Regions from separate parts of the Mus musculus genome. Here region 2 is linked to region 1. The links are chromatin contacts, called in public Hi-C maps. All regions are on one chromosome and are shown on one strand. Each heading gives the region's core, a stretch centred on a gene start, on an enhancer-like site or on the middle of the called end of the contact. The rest is flanking DNA. Distances are from core to core; before and after follow the strand shown. Region 1 overlaps Spon1 (spondin 1, (f-spondin) extracellular matrix protein). Region 2 overlaps Spon1 (spondin 1, (f-spondin) extracellular matrix protein).

Region 1 (4,044 bases), core at 982-3,481:
TGCTGTCTACTGGGCTCTGTGCTGAGGACTCTCTCCCATGTTAGCATGTCTTACCTTGGCTTGGGACTTCGGAACTTCGTATCTCTTCCTGATTATTTCTTATTCTTCTCTCAGAGCTCCTGACATCCTTTCTTGTTACCTGGCCACGGTGGGATTCCTAGCAGTATCAGCTGCACATGGGAACTTAATAAATGCAGAGTCTCAGCTCACTGAGGCTGGATAAGTCTGACCTTGGAGCAGGGTCTGCCCCCTGTATTTTAACAAGCTGGCAAACCTGAGGTCCCATGGATTGAGAACCTCGGTGTCCTGAGACATTGAGGGAGCCATGCCTTTTCCACCCCTTGCAACAGGGACACATTCATTGATTGTTATCTATGTTACCTTTATGTTATCTATTTGTTATCCATGGTAACTTTAGGTTTCCATCCGATGGTTGATATAATCCTCAAAGCAGCATGACGAGCTAAGCACTATTGCCCTCTTTATACAGCACAGGCATCTGGGGGCTCAGAAGTCAGTAACTTCCCCAAAGCCACGCAGTTCTGTGATAAAGCTCGGATTCAGATCTAACCCAGGCTCCCAGTTATAGCCATGTTCTTGGTTATAACCATGGGGTACCGTTAGTATATGCCTGTTCAGGGCAAAAAAGAGGCTCCACTGTATGAGGTTTTCTTGCTGTTGTTGTTTGTTTGTTTGTTTTTGAATTGTTTTTACGGCAGTGGTGTATGTGCAGGGTGCCTGATATTGCCAATTTCTTCTTAATTTTTGTGGCAACTTTCTGAAGTCAGGGTTGGTATTACCATTCCTCACAAGATAAGACTGAACCTTCCTGGAATTAAGTCAAAGCAAGCCAGCACCTCAAGGCTCCACATGCTGGACTAATATTTTTTTCTCACAGTGAATGTCTTCACTCTTGTCATGCCTTTGAACCATTCAAACACAATCGGTTCTCCTGGTTTCTGAGGTTAGGAGGGGGATCATAGACCAGATCCCCATTGGACCTCTCCTGTAGTGTGGACACATTTGAAAAGTGTCATCTTTCATTGACTCGGTTCATTCATTCATTCATTCATTCATTCATTTTGGTATCACAGGGTGCTTCCTGCGCCATGCACTGACTGAGCATTGGGGACAGTGGTAGGACAAGCTGAGATTGTCCTGACCTGGTGACACTCACTGTACCCTCCTTGCCATCGTCCAGTCAAGTCAGCCTCTGCAGTTGACAGGTAGAACAAGGAGTCAAGACACCCACTAGAATAGGAATACACAAATTACAAGCACTGCTGCCATTTTTGAAAATGACATTGTTTTTTTGAAAATGGCATTTTAAAAGTAGCTAAATATACATTTCCATCCCTGGAAACTCCCTGGAGTACTTAATAACTGCAAAACTTGGGTAAACTGAGGTTGGAGAGATGGCTCTGCACTTAAGAGCACTCGATCCACTTGCAGAAGACCCAGGTTTGTTCACAGCACCCACATAGCAGCTCACAACTCTCTGTAACTTCAATCCTAGGGAATCCCATGCCTTCTGTGGGCACCAGGCACATATGTTCTGCACATACATACATGTAGACAGAACACTCACACACACAAAAAAAGAAATCTTACAAGTCTGTGTAAATCTAGATAAAGTCCACATACTTAGTTCGTTTAAATATTTTAAAGAATATTTACTTATGTGTGTGTGGAGGGGATAAGGTCGAGTATATACACCTCTGCACACACGTGGAGGTCAGAGGGCAACTTGCAGGACTCAGTTCTCTCCTTCATAGTTGGGCTGGGTATCGAAAAGGTCATCAGGCTTAGTAGCAAGCACCATTATTACCTGCTGAGCCATCTCGCTGACCACATCTTCCTGGTTCTAAAGGGGTCTCAGATGGCTTGTTATGCTTCTAAATGTCTGAGGGCTTAGCAGAAAACATAGACTCGACCACCATGCATAAGAGCAACGGAAGCAATGGAGCTGCTTTGGGCTTAGCGGGGAAGAAAGGGGACAGCAAGGGTTACTGCTCTGCTGGCTCCTGCAGATGTCCCAGAGAAGGGGTGGGGTCCCTCCTCTGCTCCAGCAGTGGGTTCCAGGGTGGTGGCATTGGCACATGACGGTGTCTAGCTGCCAGAGCGGGAGAGACACTGGATCTTTTTATGAGCTAGCTGGGTGTACTCATGGTTAATTGCAAGTGACAAGGAGTTCAGAGACCGTACTGTCTGTACAAAAGTAACTCGCCAGTCTTCACAATTCAGCTCACTAAAAACAAACTGCTCCCTGGTCCCTGGCCCAGAACACAGTCCAGCTCACTCTTGCCTTGTCTCAGCCCCAGATGTCCTTTTCCAAAGGAGCTGGGTCCTGATCACCCCATTTAAAGCTACACTGCCCTGCCACCTTGACCCTGAGCTGGATTCTTTGTTTTCTGTCTGCACCTACTCTTGGTGTTTATTAGCAACGACAGACTGCCCTGCCTGTTTCTCTTGCAGATATGTGCACTGTCTGTCCCTTCCACCATGCCTCCCACGAGATGGGGTTTTATTTATCTCCTCTGTTACTGTATTCTCCACCCTCAACAAATCTGCCCAGCACAGGCTTGGACACTCACATATTTATTGACAGATTTTTAAGCACACTGTTTGCACTGAAGTTCAAGATGGTAATCTTTCTGTTTGACTCAGGACCTGTGAGTGTCAGTTAGTCAAATAGTGAAAGTCTCAGGAACATTTGCCTGAGATGAGCCCCAACTCCTGCAAACAAGACTCAAATTCTTATTCTTAAAACTTTCCACGACCTCATCACCAACAATAAAAGTTTATTAACAACGAATGGGTTCTGAACCATTTTAGAACCCCAAAAGAAGTTTTGACATATTTGTCTAAAGCTGAAATAGTATCGCACACTTATTCTCAGGCATAGTCCTTGTATTTATAAGAAATTTTCTTCTCATTACATTAGCCAACCAATCCTGAAGAAAAGGGTAATGTAAGATGTTGCCTTCTGGTCTGGACTGGGCTGCTGCCCTGTGACCTCACAGCAGCTGTGGCTACTCGAATAAGACCTAATTGAGATTGGGCTTGTCAATCATGGATGGGGGAGGAGCTTGGGAGGTCCTGTTCTTCTGCAAGGAGCCATTGGTAGTTCATGGCTACAGAAGAGGGGGAGGCACTTACCTCCCACCCATCCTCACACAAGCAACCCTAATTAAAGGAAGACACACACACACACACACACACACACACACGTTCATACATGTACTGAAAAATAAGATACATCTTTTAAAAATTGTCATTTATAGAAAGTTGAAGGGCAGAAAAAATTTTAGGAAGATGATAACTTTTGAGGTATATTTTAAGGAGGAAAAAATTTTGTAGCTGGAGAAGAGGAGCAATAGAGGAATGCATGTGAAGGCCTTCAGTCACTCTGTGTGAAGACCCATCACGTTTTAATGCTTCCCTAGATATTTCTGACAGGTCACAGTAAAGGTTTTTTTGTTTAAAAAAGAAAAACAGCAACAACACAACAACAAAAACTAATGGGCCAAGGACTGGTAACATTGCTAGGACCACCCTTCCCTTTGGGAATTCAAATGGTAGAAAGCATTTCCGTTGAGTTGTGATGCTGAACGAACTGTCATAAGAGACACTTCCTAAGTGCTGAGATTACAGATGTGGACCACATCTGGCTCAGTCACCGATTTTTAGCAACAACCTCAGAGCTGTTCCACTGGAAGTGGGGATCAGATTATGACTGGGCAAAAGTTTGCACACCCACACTAGCATTGTGGGTACCTCTTTTCTATTGGTTTCCTACAGTATTTTAATTCTGTTCCTCTCTGCTGGAAGTTCCATGAGACTAGGAGCTGTTGATTTCTTTCAGGATAATGTGTTTGATGTGGAGTTCGGGTCTTACACACCATCAGAGCTCAGCAAATCTTTGTCACAAAACACTAATTTATCTTCTCTCAGATATCTTCTGCAATACTTAGTTTTTCATCAACTTGATACATCTTGACAAACCTCATCCAACAAAGCCATACCTCCTAAACCCTCTCAAAT
Region 2 (4,044 bases), core at 527-3,026, 170 kb after region 1:
TGACATTTTGCAGCCTGTTTTGTGGTTTGCTATAATATAATAAGGGTCTAAACTGAAGTTTGTGGTGGTGGAAATAGACAGACTATGACCCCTCTGAAATCAACTCATACTACTCTAAAACAAGATATATTTCCTCCTCCTTATTTTTATATATTTAAGACAGGGTCTCACTCTATAACCCAAACTGAAGAAATCCTCCTGCCTCAGTCTCCCAAGTGCTGGAAATACAGGTATGAGCATTATTGTCTGCTAGCATATCTTTCTTCTGAAAACAAACTTTGTCAATGATGACATCTTGTAGGCTCACAGCTCTCAGAAAGCCTCTCGCTTACATCATTTTCTGTTACATCATTGTCGGTTGGTTTGTGTTCTTGGAACAAACTGGGGAGTCGGGGGGGAGGGACGCAGCATGAAATGGAGAGAAAGCTACCCGTCCCACTGAGCATGTGACCTTGGGAATGTGCTTAATCTCAGTGAGCTTGTCTCCTCATCTGTGAAACCAGCAGAACAATGTCTGTCACACTGCCTTGTTGTGAGGATTAAATAAGAGCACGGGTAGAAAAGCTATGATTAGCACAGAATAAATGTCAGATTTTGTACTATCATTTCTGAGCCAAACATCTCATTAAAGGCCTGCATAATCACCCATAAAATCTTGTTTGAAATGAAAGCGATTGGGTTCAACCAACCTTTTGGAAAGCAATTTGGCTCTCCAAATGCTCTCCACTGTATATTAAGACACATAAAATATGTTCCTTTCCTTTGACCCAGTTGTTCCACTTCTCAGAATCTATTCTTAGGAAATCGTCCTCAATACAGGAAGAGTCCAATGCACAGGAAGGTTTGCTGTGTGGATGGTCCTAATAGAAATTAGAGGCAGCCTGCACGTCCATGAGATGACTATAGAGTCCCTCTGCAATCTTGTTAAGGATCTAAAAAATGCTTTAGCCCCTACGTCAAACAGAGCTGACATGGAAGGTGAATCAAGGAGCAAACATTGTCTTCTCTGTCAAGTCTCCAGCCCCTTTCTTCTGCATGGTTTCCCACGTGCTCTCTCCTGCTAGAGATCATATCCACTCAGAGTCCTGCCATCTGGGCAATTCCCGTTGGCCTTGTGCCTAAGCCCACTGCCACAGACCTAGCTTTCTACCCTGCTGCCTAAGCCCTCTGCAGAGGCTGAGTATCTCTCCAAGCCTGGGTGTCCTTGGCTCAGCTCTCTGCCTCCAGAGGCTTCCTGGCATCTTCTCAGCTCTGGCCCCACCTCCCATCCCTGCTGCCATCCTACTTCCAGCCCCTTCCTTGCTATTGCCACCTCAATCCATTAAATCCTTCTAAGTCAGAGAGCACATCTTCTCAGATGTCTAGAATTTGTCTGATCAAGTGAACATAATGGGAAGGAACAGTTTGATGTTTAAGCTGATTTTTGAAGCCCACTTAGACACCGAGTCTTGAGGCCTTAAATGCTTTGTGAACTTCCACAAGAGAGGACTGAAATTTATGAAATGACATCCTTTCAAAAACCAGCAGCTGTCTCTCTGGAAACATGGGCAGTTAGACAGGGGAAAGCATCCAGGAATGTCACTTGATGCTATCTTAATCCATGAGCTGGAATTCTTCTGATAACACTGGGAGGAAGAACATTTGGTTTTCTTGAGTTTGTATAACTACGTGCATTTTGCAATGCCGGGGCCTTGGCACGCACAGGGTAGCATTTGGGCTCAGCACTTTGAACTCTGAGGACAGTTTCACAATTGGGTTTTTCCTGTCCTAGCCAACATCTGGATCACAGTGGCCCAGGTCAGCGTGTGCTTGAAACCCTGTGTGAACCTCCCTAAAAGAGCATAGAACAAGCTGTCCAGAGACCAGGGAGGGGCCTATGCCTAGGCCTCCTTCAGCAGCTGTGCAAGCTAGGGCCATTTCAGAAGCAGATAAGAAAGTCATGGTTTGGTGCTCCATCACTGATTGAACAATTATCAATCATTATATCATTATTTTGACTTGTTCTCACTGTGTGCTGGGATACATGGGAGACTCCTGTTGCTACAAATAACGTATATATTATTTTTTAAAGAGTATTAGCCAGTTCTCATATTACCTTCTAACCCTGAATAGTGGTCCCCTTCTCAGCTAGGTATGTGTCATCTCTAACCCTTTATCACATTTACACAGATGTTGGTATCTATCTATGTATAGGACATTTTTACAATGATAGAGCAGCGCTATACTTGCTGGGCAGCATACTACTTTATTTTACTTTATGTACTCTTATGGATAGCTTTCCAAACACCGCTCTGTCTCATTCTTATACTCCACTGCAGGGAACCCTGTGCTATGTTCTACTTTCTCTGACTGATAGACATTTAGGTCGTCTTCAATTTTGTGCCACTGCTGCTATAAACAGTTATGCGGTAAACATTCATAATATCTACTTATGTGTGTTTACCTGTTTTTTTACTTATTCATAATGAGTTTCCAGAAGTCGAATAGTTGAGTTCATGAGTATTTGTCCTTTTCAGCTATCATAGATATTACCAAATAGTTCCCAAACAGGCCATTCTCATACAATGGCATGTCCAAGTGTCCGTCCCCTGCCCCTACCAGTTCTGGAAATCCCCTCTTTTATTTTTTCTAATCTTATAGGCAAAGCAACTATTGTCCTGGTTCATATGCCCCCAATTTGTGATATTGTAAAATATCTCTCACATCTGTCCATTAGCACTAATTTTTTAAAAATCCTGTCTCCATGGAGTCCATGATCACTGTCACGACTTACTGATGCTTTGATCTCCTGCTAGGCATTCAGTACCATGTTAGGATCCTTCCCTTTAACCCTGCATAAAGCAGACATGTTACCACTGCCATTTGACGCATGAGGGTAACTCCTGAGCACAGAGCACACACAGCAGCAGCTTTCTTGTCCAAACCAGAGAGCAAGAGGGACACTGGGCCGTGTCCCTGCCTGCTGGCTCCAGGGCTTGGTTCCTTCCCACCAGTTCAACCGTCTCCCCCATATCTCATCTCCTGTCCCTCTTTCAAGCATCTGGGTCTTCACTTTCTTCTCCAGATGATATTGTCCACCCTTCTTTGTCAGGGTCCTCTGTTGTCTCTCAGGTGTCCCACAATAGTCACAGGCTGGGTTTTCAACTCTTGCTCCACGTGTCCCCAGTGGGGACAGGACTTAGATGGATATGAACCAGTGTCTGCCTGGGGTGAGTCCATATATAAGAGTGACAGACAAAGGGTTATATATTGACAGCTTAAACATTTTCCCTAATTTATGACCAGTCTTCTCACACCCTCTTCCTCCCTTAATGTAGAGGAATCTCTCTCCTCCCCCCACTCTTAAAACAGCCAGGCACACTTTGTTCTTTGTCAACTTCTGGGTCTGGGCACACAGCGTGAATTACCAAATGGAAGTGGAGAGACAGCAAAGGCGGCCTGGCTTTATGGCTCTGGAAGTTTTCTTCCAGACGAAGTTAGTATCCAGATCACTCTCAACAGCCCTGGACCAACAGATTCCAAATCAAAGCAAAAATCCATCAAGAGAATCCTGATTTAAAACGTAAGGAAACAGTCTGTACATATTTTTAGAGCAACCCCAAAAAAGAATACATCTGTGACTTGAAACAGCTGGAAGTCTACTTTTTTTTTTTTTTTTGCCAAAATTATGCCGATTACAAAAGCCATAAGAGTCAGACAAGAGGCATCCAAGATCCAAGGCAACTTGCCTTTTTATGTATTCAACTTTCAAATAATCTTTGTTTTCATGCATGAAACATTTGGCCCCTCTGAACTGCCTTCCAAGCGGCAAATGCCAGCCAGCCATGAAGTTTGTATAGCATCTTTATGTAATTATTGGGGGATTTTATTATATTTTGCTTTCATTGGTTTAGTTTTTTTTAAGGTAGCAAACAAAAGGACAAAGGCAATCAGAAGCGTAGGTCTCATAAAGTCACAGAAAAATCAAAGGCATTAGAGGCTGAAAGTGGCCTCACATCAGGTTTGGGTAGCCACTGGACATGAGCATAGCAACCACATGTTGAG

What was found. A called contact is a pair of places that touch in the nucleus more often than the background predicts.
Region 2: a contact with region 1 is called in a Hi-C map of uterus, with 5 times the contacts expected there. The contact joins two enhancer-like sites. A contact is called at or near these places in 5 of 484 Hi-C or Micro-C datasets (the HPC-7 cell line, nephron progenitors and uterus) and 2 of 115 datasets of contacts at active chromatin or transcription factors (heart atrium and large pre-B cells).

What each region holds. Positions count from the first base shown.
Region 1 is chr7:113,790,025-113,794,068 of GRCm38.p6, forward strand. The region is part of intron 2 of Spon1 (spondin 1, (f-spondin) extracellular matrix protein); the gene reads left to right. Among named protein-coding and RNA genes, the nearest start is that of Spon1, 26 kb to the left of the region's middle. Within about 2 kb of position 2,232, at least 24 of the 459 cell types and tissues checked have an H3K27ac peak or open chromatin away from gene starts, as enhancers often do. A contact at or near this core is called in uterus, where this site is marked.
Region 2 is chr7:113,960,550-113,964,593 of GRCm38.p6, forward strand. All of the region lies in intron 6 of Spon1 (spondin 1, (f-spondin) extracellular matrix protein), which reads left to right. Among named protein-coding and RNA genes, the nearest start is that of Gm51454, 74 kb to the right of the region's middle. Within about 2 kb of position 1,777, at least 55 of the 459 cell types and tissues checked have an H3K27ac peak or open chromatin away from gene starts, as enhancers often do. A contact at or near this core is called in uterus, where this site is marked.